2 separate regions of the Oryctolagus cuniculus genome follow, and region 2 is linked to region 1. A link is a contact called in public Micro-C data. All regions are on one chromosome and are shown on one strand. Each heading gives the region's core, a stretch centred on a gene start, on an enhancer-like site or on the middle of the called end of the contact. The rest is flanking DNA. Distances are from core to core; before and after follow the strand shown. Region 1 holds the start of WDR45 (WD repeat domain 45). Region 2 holds the start of USP27X (ubiquitin specific peptidase 27 X-linked).

What was found. Hi-C and Micro-C count contacts between places; a contact is called where the count stands out from the background.
Region 2: a Micro-C map of ear pinna shows a contact between it and region 1, with 4 times the contacts expected there. The contact joins the promoter of USP27X here to the promoter of WDR45 in region 1. A contact is called at or near these places in 2 of 6 Hi-C or Micro-C datasets (ear pinna and an unstated tissue).

Annotation. Positions count from the first base shown.
Region 1 is chrX:34,225,942-34,229,881 of mOryCun1.1, reverse strand. WDR45 (WD repeat domain 45) reads left to right here and starts at 1,868. Exons shown (of 11, transcript XM_051827102.2): 1 at 1,868-3,421.
Region 2 is chrX:34,615,468-34,619,407 of mOryCun1.1, reverse strand. It overlaps USP27X (ubiquitin specific peptidase 27 X-linked), which reads right to left and starts at 1,923. Exons shown (of 2, transcript XM_051826916.2): 1 at 1,849-1,923; 2 at 1-1,118. The coding sequence starts at 1,923.

The DNA.
Region 1 (3,940 bases), core at 619-3,118:
TGTCTAGTAATCACTGGATAGCAGACATCATAAATTTTACATTTCTAGGTGTTGGGAATTTTTCCCTCTATAGATATTTTGGAGACTTTCAATGGTTTAAGTGGTCTGAAGCAGTAAAATGTAGAGCTAAGTATGACCCGTGACTGAGGCAAGACCTTCTGTGTATGTTAGATCCTGTAAGTCAGGAGTTTTTCCGGTCTGGCTGGTGAGGGTAGGTACCAGCGTCGACGTCGTGTGCGTGCCAGGCTGTGTTCCCTCTGATCCACTTGGATGAGTCTTCCATGCGTGTATTGACAAGTACTCTGCGGAATGCTGAAGGGGAACCCTCCACAGACGTCTGTGGCTCTCCACGCGCTGCTCTCCTGCTACTCCGTCCTTTGAACTCTAGCTGCCCCAGTCTTGCTGGAATATCTCAGCTGAGGAAATACCCCAGGCTCTGCCTGTTTCCTCTTCTGTAGCACAGTAAGGAAACCCTCTAGACAGTACACGGGACAATTGTAGGGCTCACCTTGCTTTTTATCTTTCAAGAGTCATTTTCCTTCTGTACCAGATGTCCAGTGTCTTAACAACCATTGCTTTGTGTATTTTGTCTGCTTTATTTGGGTATTTGGGGGAGACGAGTGTTTCATGACAGGGCCATTTTGGTCTCTGTTACTCCACCTTGACTATAAGTGCATGGTTTTTCACAGTGGGAGCAAGAGGATTTGACAATGGAGGGGAATTAGCATGATGTAACTACTCTTTTTTTTTTTAAGATTTATTTATTTATTTGAAAGTCAGAGTTACACAGAGAGAGAAGGAGAGGCAGAGAGGGAGAGAGAGGTCTTCTATCCACTGGTTTACTCCCCAACTGACTGCAATAGCCGGAGCTGGGCCAATCCAAAGCCAGGAGCTAGGATCCAGAAGCTTTTTCCGGGTCTCCCACATGGGTACTGGGCCCAAGGACTTGGGCCATCTTCCACTGGTTTCTCAGGCCACAGCAGAGAGCTGGATAGGAAGTGGAGCAGCCGGGTCTCGAACTGCCGCCCATATGGGATGCCGGCACTGCAGGCTTAACCCGTTACACCACAGCACCATCCCGTAACTTCTCTCAAGCTTGAGTGACAAACTGGGTGTTCTGGTGCCAGTGGGTAAGATGAAGAGGACAGGAGGAAGGTGCTTGAAGGAAATAAGAGATCTGCTTGGATGGATAAGCTTTAAAACATCGACATGAATGTGTCCAAAAAGTCATCACTGTATATGAATGTGCTGTTCAGGAGGGAGGTCTACACTAGGGGGCCTACCTTTGCAACAATTAAGACTACCAGAGAAGATGAAGTCACCTAGGAAGAGACTATTGGCTCTGAAAGTAAAGGGGGCAGAGTCATAGCTGTCTTAGTCTGTTTTCTGTTGCTATCACAAAATACCTGAGACCAGGTCATTTGTTTTGTTTGTTTGTTTGTTTGGGTTTGTTTTGTTTTGTTTTTGTTTGTTTGTTTTTTTGACAGGCAGAGTGGACAGTGAGAGAGAGAGAGACAGAGAGAAAGGTCTTCTTTTGCCGTTGGTTCACCCTCCAATGGCCACCGCGGCCAGCGCGCTGCAGCCGGCGCACCGCGCTGATCCGATGGCAGGAGCCAGGTACTTATCCTGGTCTCCCATGGGGTGCAGGGCCCAAGCACTTGGGCCATCCTCCACTGCACTCCCTGGCCACAGCAGAGAGCTGGCCTGGAAGAGGGGCAACCGGGACAGAATCTGGTGCCCCAACCGGGACTAGAACCTGGTGTGCCGGCACCGCAAGGCGGAGGATTAGCCTAGTGAGCCGCGGCGCTGGCCCGAGACCAGGTCATTTGTAAGAATAGAAATTTGGCTCACAGTTCTGGAAGCTGGGAAATCCAACAGCATGGCACTGACATGTGCTCAGCATCCCAGGAGGGACAGGCATCACATGCGGAGACCAAACAAGAGATGGAGTGTTCCCGACACAGCCATTCCCAAAATAACCAATTCATCTCTGAAGGGACTAATCCTGTCCTGAAGGGAGATTCCTCAACATGTAGCATCAACATGAATTTGAGGGCTAAATTCCCACCACATGGATTTAGGAGACATTTTCAAACTACAGCAATACTCAAGATACCATGATATTTGGAAACTGGATGCAAATGGATGGATAACCAGAGAAGGGACAGAAAACCAAGCAAGTGAGAGCAAGAAACTGGATCAGAGCAGAGGGTAGAGAAGTTCCTGCTGTTTTGCAAGATCATTAATCGTCAGTGATTTGGTTAAGAGCAGTCTCAGAGATGTGGGAGGGGCAGAAGCCAAACTGAATTAAGCTAAATAGAAGCTGAGTATGGGGAAGGAGAGTGAAGCAGAGCAATGGGGTCATGCCCAGGAGGGTTCCAGGACCAAGCTTCACAAGGAAATGTGTTCAGAAGTGTTGACAACACAGGACCTGAAATCAATAGGGCAACAGCGCAACAGTGCTACACTGATACCATAAGCCAGTTACAAAGAATGAATTAAACAGATGTCAAAGTATGCATTAAGAAAGCATCAACAACACTGGGGAAAAAAGTAAAGGATGGGTGGGTGTATCCGTGTTAATACCCGATTGTAATACAACTGCAGGATTTCCCTGTGTTTTCCTTACAGCTGCATGTAATCTGCACTTACCTCAAAAAATTCAAATGTTGAATTAAACACTTCCAGTTGCCATAATTTGGCAACTTTTGTTTCCACAGTAAGCATTCAGACTTTTTACCAGCAAAGAGCTATTTCTTTTTTTTTTTTCTTTTGTAAAGACGACAGCGAAGGATGGGGTGGGGAGCGCAAAATCCATCCCTGTCTTTCCCTAGACAAAGAGAGCAAGTCTCACTCAGCCTTCCGGGTCTGCAGGTTCCACCCCTACCTCCGCTATAAGTCTGGAACTCTGTACGTCAATCAGGGGGCAGCTACTCTAGTGCACCTCGGAGGTCCAAGCCTAGTTAGTCCAGAAAGTTAACACATCTAGCTCTCCGTGGGTACCGAGTTGGATGCTCCGCCCTTTCCCACTTAGCGAGAGGGTTTCTCTCTTTCTCCTTCCCTTCCTCCCTCCCCCATATCATCCCTCCTCGGGTATCTCTGTCTAGCCCTGGAGAAACCTCCCCCGCCTCTGAACCCCCAGCCGCCCTCCCTGCACTTCCCGCGCCTTCCTTAGGAGACAGTTGCTCGCGATGCTCCCCAAACCGGCGAAACGGGCGAGAGAGCCGCGGGCTCCTTTTCTGGCCAAGGTACATCATTTCCGGTCACAGCCTCCCTCCCCCGGAAGTAGGGCCTGATGTAAACACGGGAGCCGGGCGCCAAGGCCCGGGAGGTCAGGGAAGCCGGGCCGCGGGCGGCGCCGAGAACGGGGCTTGGGAGTCAGAGACGCGGGAGATCAGGACAGAAGGACCACGATCCCGGGGTAGGATGGCGTCTAGGGGAGGGAAGGGATCCTTGGGAATAGGGGTCTTTGTAGATGGTGGGTTTCAGACCAGGGGTATTGAAAGGAGTATAAGGGTGGTCTTCAGAGGGGTGAGGCATCCCTGGCAGGAGTCCAGAGATAGTGCAGGCTTTGGGAATGGGAGGGGGCGGGGGCGTGGAAACAATGGGGCTTGGGAGAGTGAGGCTGTCCGGTGGAGGATGTTACAGGGGGAGACCCAGGTGGTTTGGGCTTTTGGAGGGTGGAGAGGGGGTGCACTTGGACAGAGGTCTTAGAGAGATGGGGTTTGAAAGGGAGGATGGAGCTCCAGGGCAGGAATCTTAGGGACTGGGTCCTGTTCAGCAGTCTCAGGTTGGTGTTTTCCTAGGCAGGTGTTTTGGGCGCTGTGCCTTTGGCAAGGGTCTTTTTAAAAAAAAAAAAAAGATTTATTTATTTATTTGAAAGTTAGAATTACACAGAGAGAGGAGAGGCAGAGAGAGAGAGAGAGAGGTCTTCCATCTA
Region 2 (3,940 bases), core at 674-3,173, 390 kb before region 1:
ACCTCGCTTGAGGCGGAGGCTTGTAACTTCAGAGCTTCTCCTTGCTCTTCTTTGGCAATCTGCTCAATGTCTTTGTCATACACATAGTCCTTACACATGAAGCAGTAGATCCCCCCGTAATAGAGGTCCACGGCTAAGGTGTGTTGCTTCGCCTCGGCGTGCTCGTGAATGTGCTTCTCAGTGAAGCAGCCAAAGAAGACACAGGAAAGGCAAGAGTGGAGTCTGTTCAGATGGGCACCGCACACATGGCACACGCAAGACTTGGCCTTGCTTTTCCTGGTCTCGGGAGTTCCACACCACACGAAGCACTGGTAGATGACCCGCAGTTCCTGCCTCCAGTTCTCTCCCACCTTAAAACTGTTCACGTGGGAACAACCCGGGGGCCCCAAGGCAAAATCCACATCCAGGCATCCGCCCCCAGGGCCGCGTCGGGGTCGGGGCCGGGGCGGGGGCCGTGGCCTAGGCTGTGGAGGGGTCCGGAGCCGGGTCTGGGGCCGGGGCCGGGGTCGGCGGCGCGGGGCACGACTGCGACGCGGAGAGGGATCGGGGGGCCGCGGCGGGTCGGAGGGGAGGGTGGGGGGAGGAACCTCGTCGCCGCTGCAGCCACCGCCGCTCCGCGCTGGGTCCTCATCCTCCAGCTCCTGCTTCGGCTCCCCCTCCGGCTCCTGCTCCGCCTCCCGTACCGGCTCGGGTTCGGGCTCCAGCTTGAGCTCAGCCCGGCGGCCGGGACCCTCCGCCGTCTCTACCTTCCCGGCGGCGTCCACCTTCCCCGCCGTCTCCACCTTCCCGGCGGCGTCCACCTTCCCCGCCGCCTCCACCTTCCCCTCCACCTTCGCCTCCGCCTCCGCCTCCACCTTCCTCTCCGCCTTCTCCGCCGTCTCCGCCGTCTCCGCCTCCTCTACCTCCTCCGCCTCCACTGGCGGCGGCTCCTCCCCCTGCTCGCAGGGCTCAGGCGGCCACTGGGCGTGGCGGCGCGGGGGCCACGCAGACCTGGGGTGTCCCCCGCCCGGCCTGAGGGAGCGCGGCGGCCGTGGCAGCTGGACCCAAAAGGGACTTTCACTGAAGGAGGCGGCGGCGGAAGCAGGCGACGCCCCCGGGGATCCTCCCGCCGAAGCCCCCTAGCGGAGGCCGCTTCTGCAGCCAGGCCCCGTTTCCTTTAATTCAATATTTCCCAAACTTGCTTGTTCACGAGAATCACGTGGGGGAGCGTGTTCAAAAAAAAAAATCACAGAGTCCTCGGCCCCACCCGCAGGCCTACTGAATCAGTCTGGAAGGGAGGCACTCCGGAACCTGTATCTCTAACTGGGGCCCTAGAGGCTGCTTCTGATCAGGCAAGTTTGGGAAACACAGCTCTAATTCATTGAGGCTGGCGGGAAGGGGGGCGGGGACCGCGCAGTCTCTTTAAGGCGCTTCCAGTTCTCAGCTCCAATCGCTGCTCTGACCCCCTTCATCGTCTCCTCCCCTCTCCTCGTCCTTCCCTTCCCCTGTTCAGGCTTCCCCCAGCACTGCGGGGCGGGGGGCGCAGCGGTTGCCCAGTCCAGAAACGTGTCTCCCGCTAGGAAATGCCCCCGCAGAGGAGAGTCCGGAGGGCAGGCCATCCTATTCGGCGGCCGAGGCTGCCCTCAGCCCTGCCCCCAAGCTCCCCTCCCACCCCGGGACCTGCCCTTCCTGAAAAGGATGAAGCTCCTACTCCCTTCAGATCCGCAGGGGCAGTGCCCCCAAGGCCACTGGGCCTGGAGAGGCACATCCCCTGCCCATCTTATCAGCTCTCTGCTGAGTCTGGCTCTGCCCCTCGCCTCCTCCCTGGGCTCCCAAGGCCAGGAGTGGGATGCCAGCTAGCCTCCTGACCCGGCAGACGCTGAGCAGCCCGGAGACAAAATTCAAGGCCAGCGAGCGAGACCAGGCCAGCTCCACAGCCAGCATCTCCCCTACAGCTGGGAGAGGGGCGCAAGCTACAAGACACAGTCCCAAGACCCTTGCAACCTGCAGGGTCCCAGGCCGGGCAGCAGGTAGAAATGTGTGGAGCGGCCAGTGGGGAGAGGGGGCGGGCCTGAGTGTCAGGGGCCTCTGGGAACCCGTGTGTGGAGGGGCCTGCTGTAGCTACTGGTTCTGGGGAGTGCAGCCCAGGGCAGCGGGCGAGCCTGCTGCTCTCCGAGTCCTGATAGCTGCTGGCCATGGCCTAGTGCACACTGCCGGGCTCGGGCTTGGGCTTGGGCTCGGGCTCGGGCTTGGGCTCGGGCTCAGGCTCGGGGGCTGTGCTGCCTGATGATACCCAGCCAAGCTCTCCTTGGCCTGCACAGGCGGCCCGCACCCCCACACACACACCTGTCCCCTTCCTCCAGGGAGGGGGCGGGGTGGGGCAGGCCTCCTGGGTTAGCAGCAGGTGTTGGTCTTGAGGACTCGGGAGCCCTAGACTGCCTGGCTCCCACACAGCGGAGGGTGGCCTGCTGCCTGCCCTTAAGTCACCTGCTTAAGTCAGCTCTTCAGTTCCTTGAAGCACCCAGCATCTTCCAATGGATGCCTGCCCTGTGTGGCCTGCAACCAGAGGAACCCGACCTAGCACGTGAGCTAAAGGAATTTTCCTGCTGTTGCTGCTGCTGCTGCTAAAAGTGACTGATGTCATGGAGTGTGCCGAGAGGACCAGGGGTTACTCATCCCAACTATCGGACGAGAAGGAGAATTAACCATCTCTACCGTGCCTGGAACTCTCTGCCCTTAAAGACCACCCATGTTAAGCTGGTTGCCTTACTGATCAACTCCCTGCAGAAGCCCACAGGCCCACCCCGCCTCTGCTCAGGCCAGCATGTTCTGGCAGTGGAGAGTTTTGCCAACATTCACTCAACAGATGTATATTCGTCTTTGACCCACAGCCAGGTGTTGTATTAGGAACTGTGGGCACAGCACTGAACCAAACTTACCCCAGGGCCACAGTCGGGGCTAGCTTCTCCCAAAAGGCACATTAAGGAAGACTTAAATCACTAGCAGGGAAGAGATACTATAAAGCAAACAGTCAACGTATATATACCAGAAACACTTTCTTGTTTTTTTATAATAGTCCTCATGGGAAAAAAAAAAAGAGAGAACTTGGTTGAACTTTCTTACAATCCCCCCCCCCCCCGATTGCATGCTACTTTCACTTGGAATCACTGGTGGAGAGTGCCACCATAATCTTTAGATGCTTAGTGTTTGTATGGGTCTGGATTCCATCCCGAGGCCAATGTCACCATCTCTGCCTGCAAACACCTAACAAAGCTGGCAGAAGGAGCTGAGCTTAGGAGAGAGTTCCTCCTTGCAGTTGCTGCGGCTAGGCTAAATACAACTCTGGCCACAAGGTGGCAAAAGAGTAAATGACAATTTCTCCTTTTTTTTTTTTTTTTTTTTTTTGGTATGTTTACATAAAACTATTGGTTTATATCAAAATTCTCTCTAAAAATATTTGAAAAATGGTATGCTTGATACCAAGCTCCTTCACACCTTCTTAGACTGACGTCTGAATTTTTGTATCACAAATGTCAGTTGCTGCAACAGTGTAATTTCTGACAGGTGTTAAAAATAAAACTCTTACGTCACTATTTTACATGAATCCGGCGAAATCTAAGGACCTTCGTGATTTGAGAGCCACTGTCACTTGGCTTAAAAATTCATAACTGAGCTTTTGTTTGATACTTGGAGGTTTTACATTTTCCCTATTCTCCTTGAGTTCTTGATTCCACTCGGTTTCAATAGAATTTGATTGCAATAATATACATTTTTGCTGTTGAAATGATTTGATTGGTTATCCTGTATATTTCTCTGCAGCAATATATATATATATATATAGCTATTTGTCTGTTAAATGTTCCTGTGATCACAAAACACTAGGTATTGTTTATAATTTTGCTCTTACTTCATTATCATGACTATTAGTATTAGAATATGAGGAATCGAAAGATTGTAACCA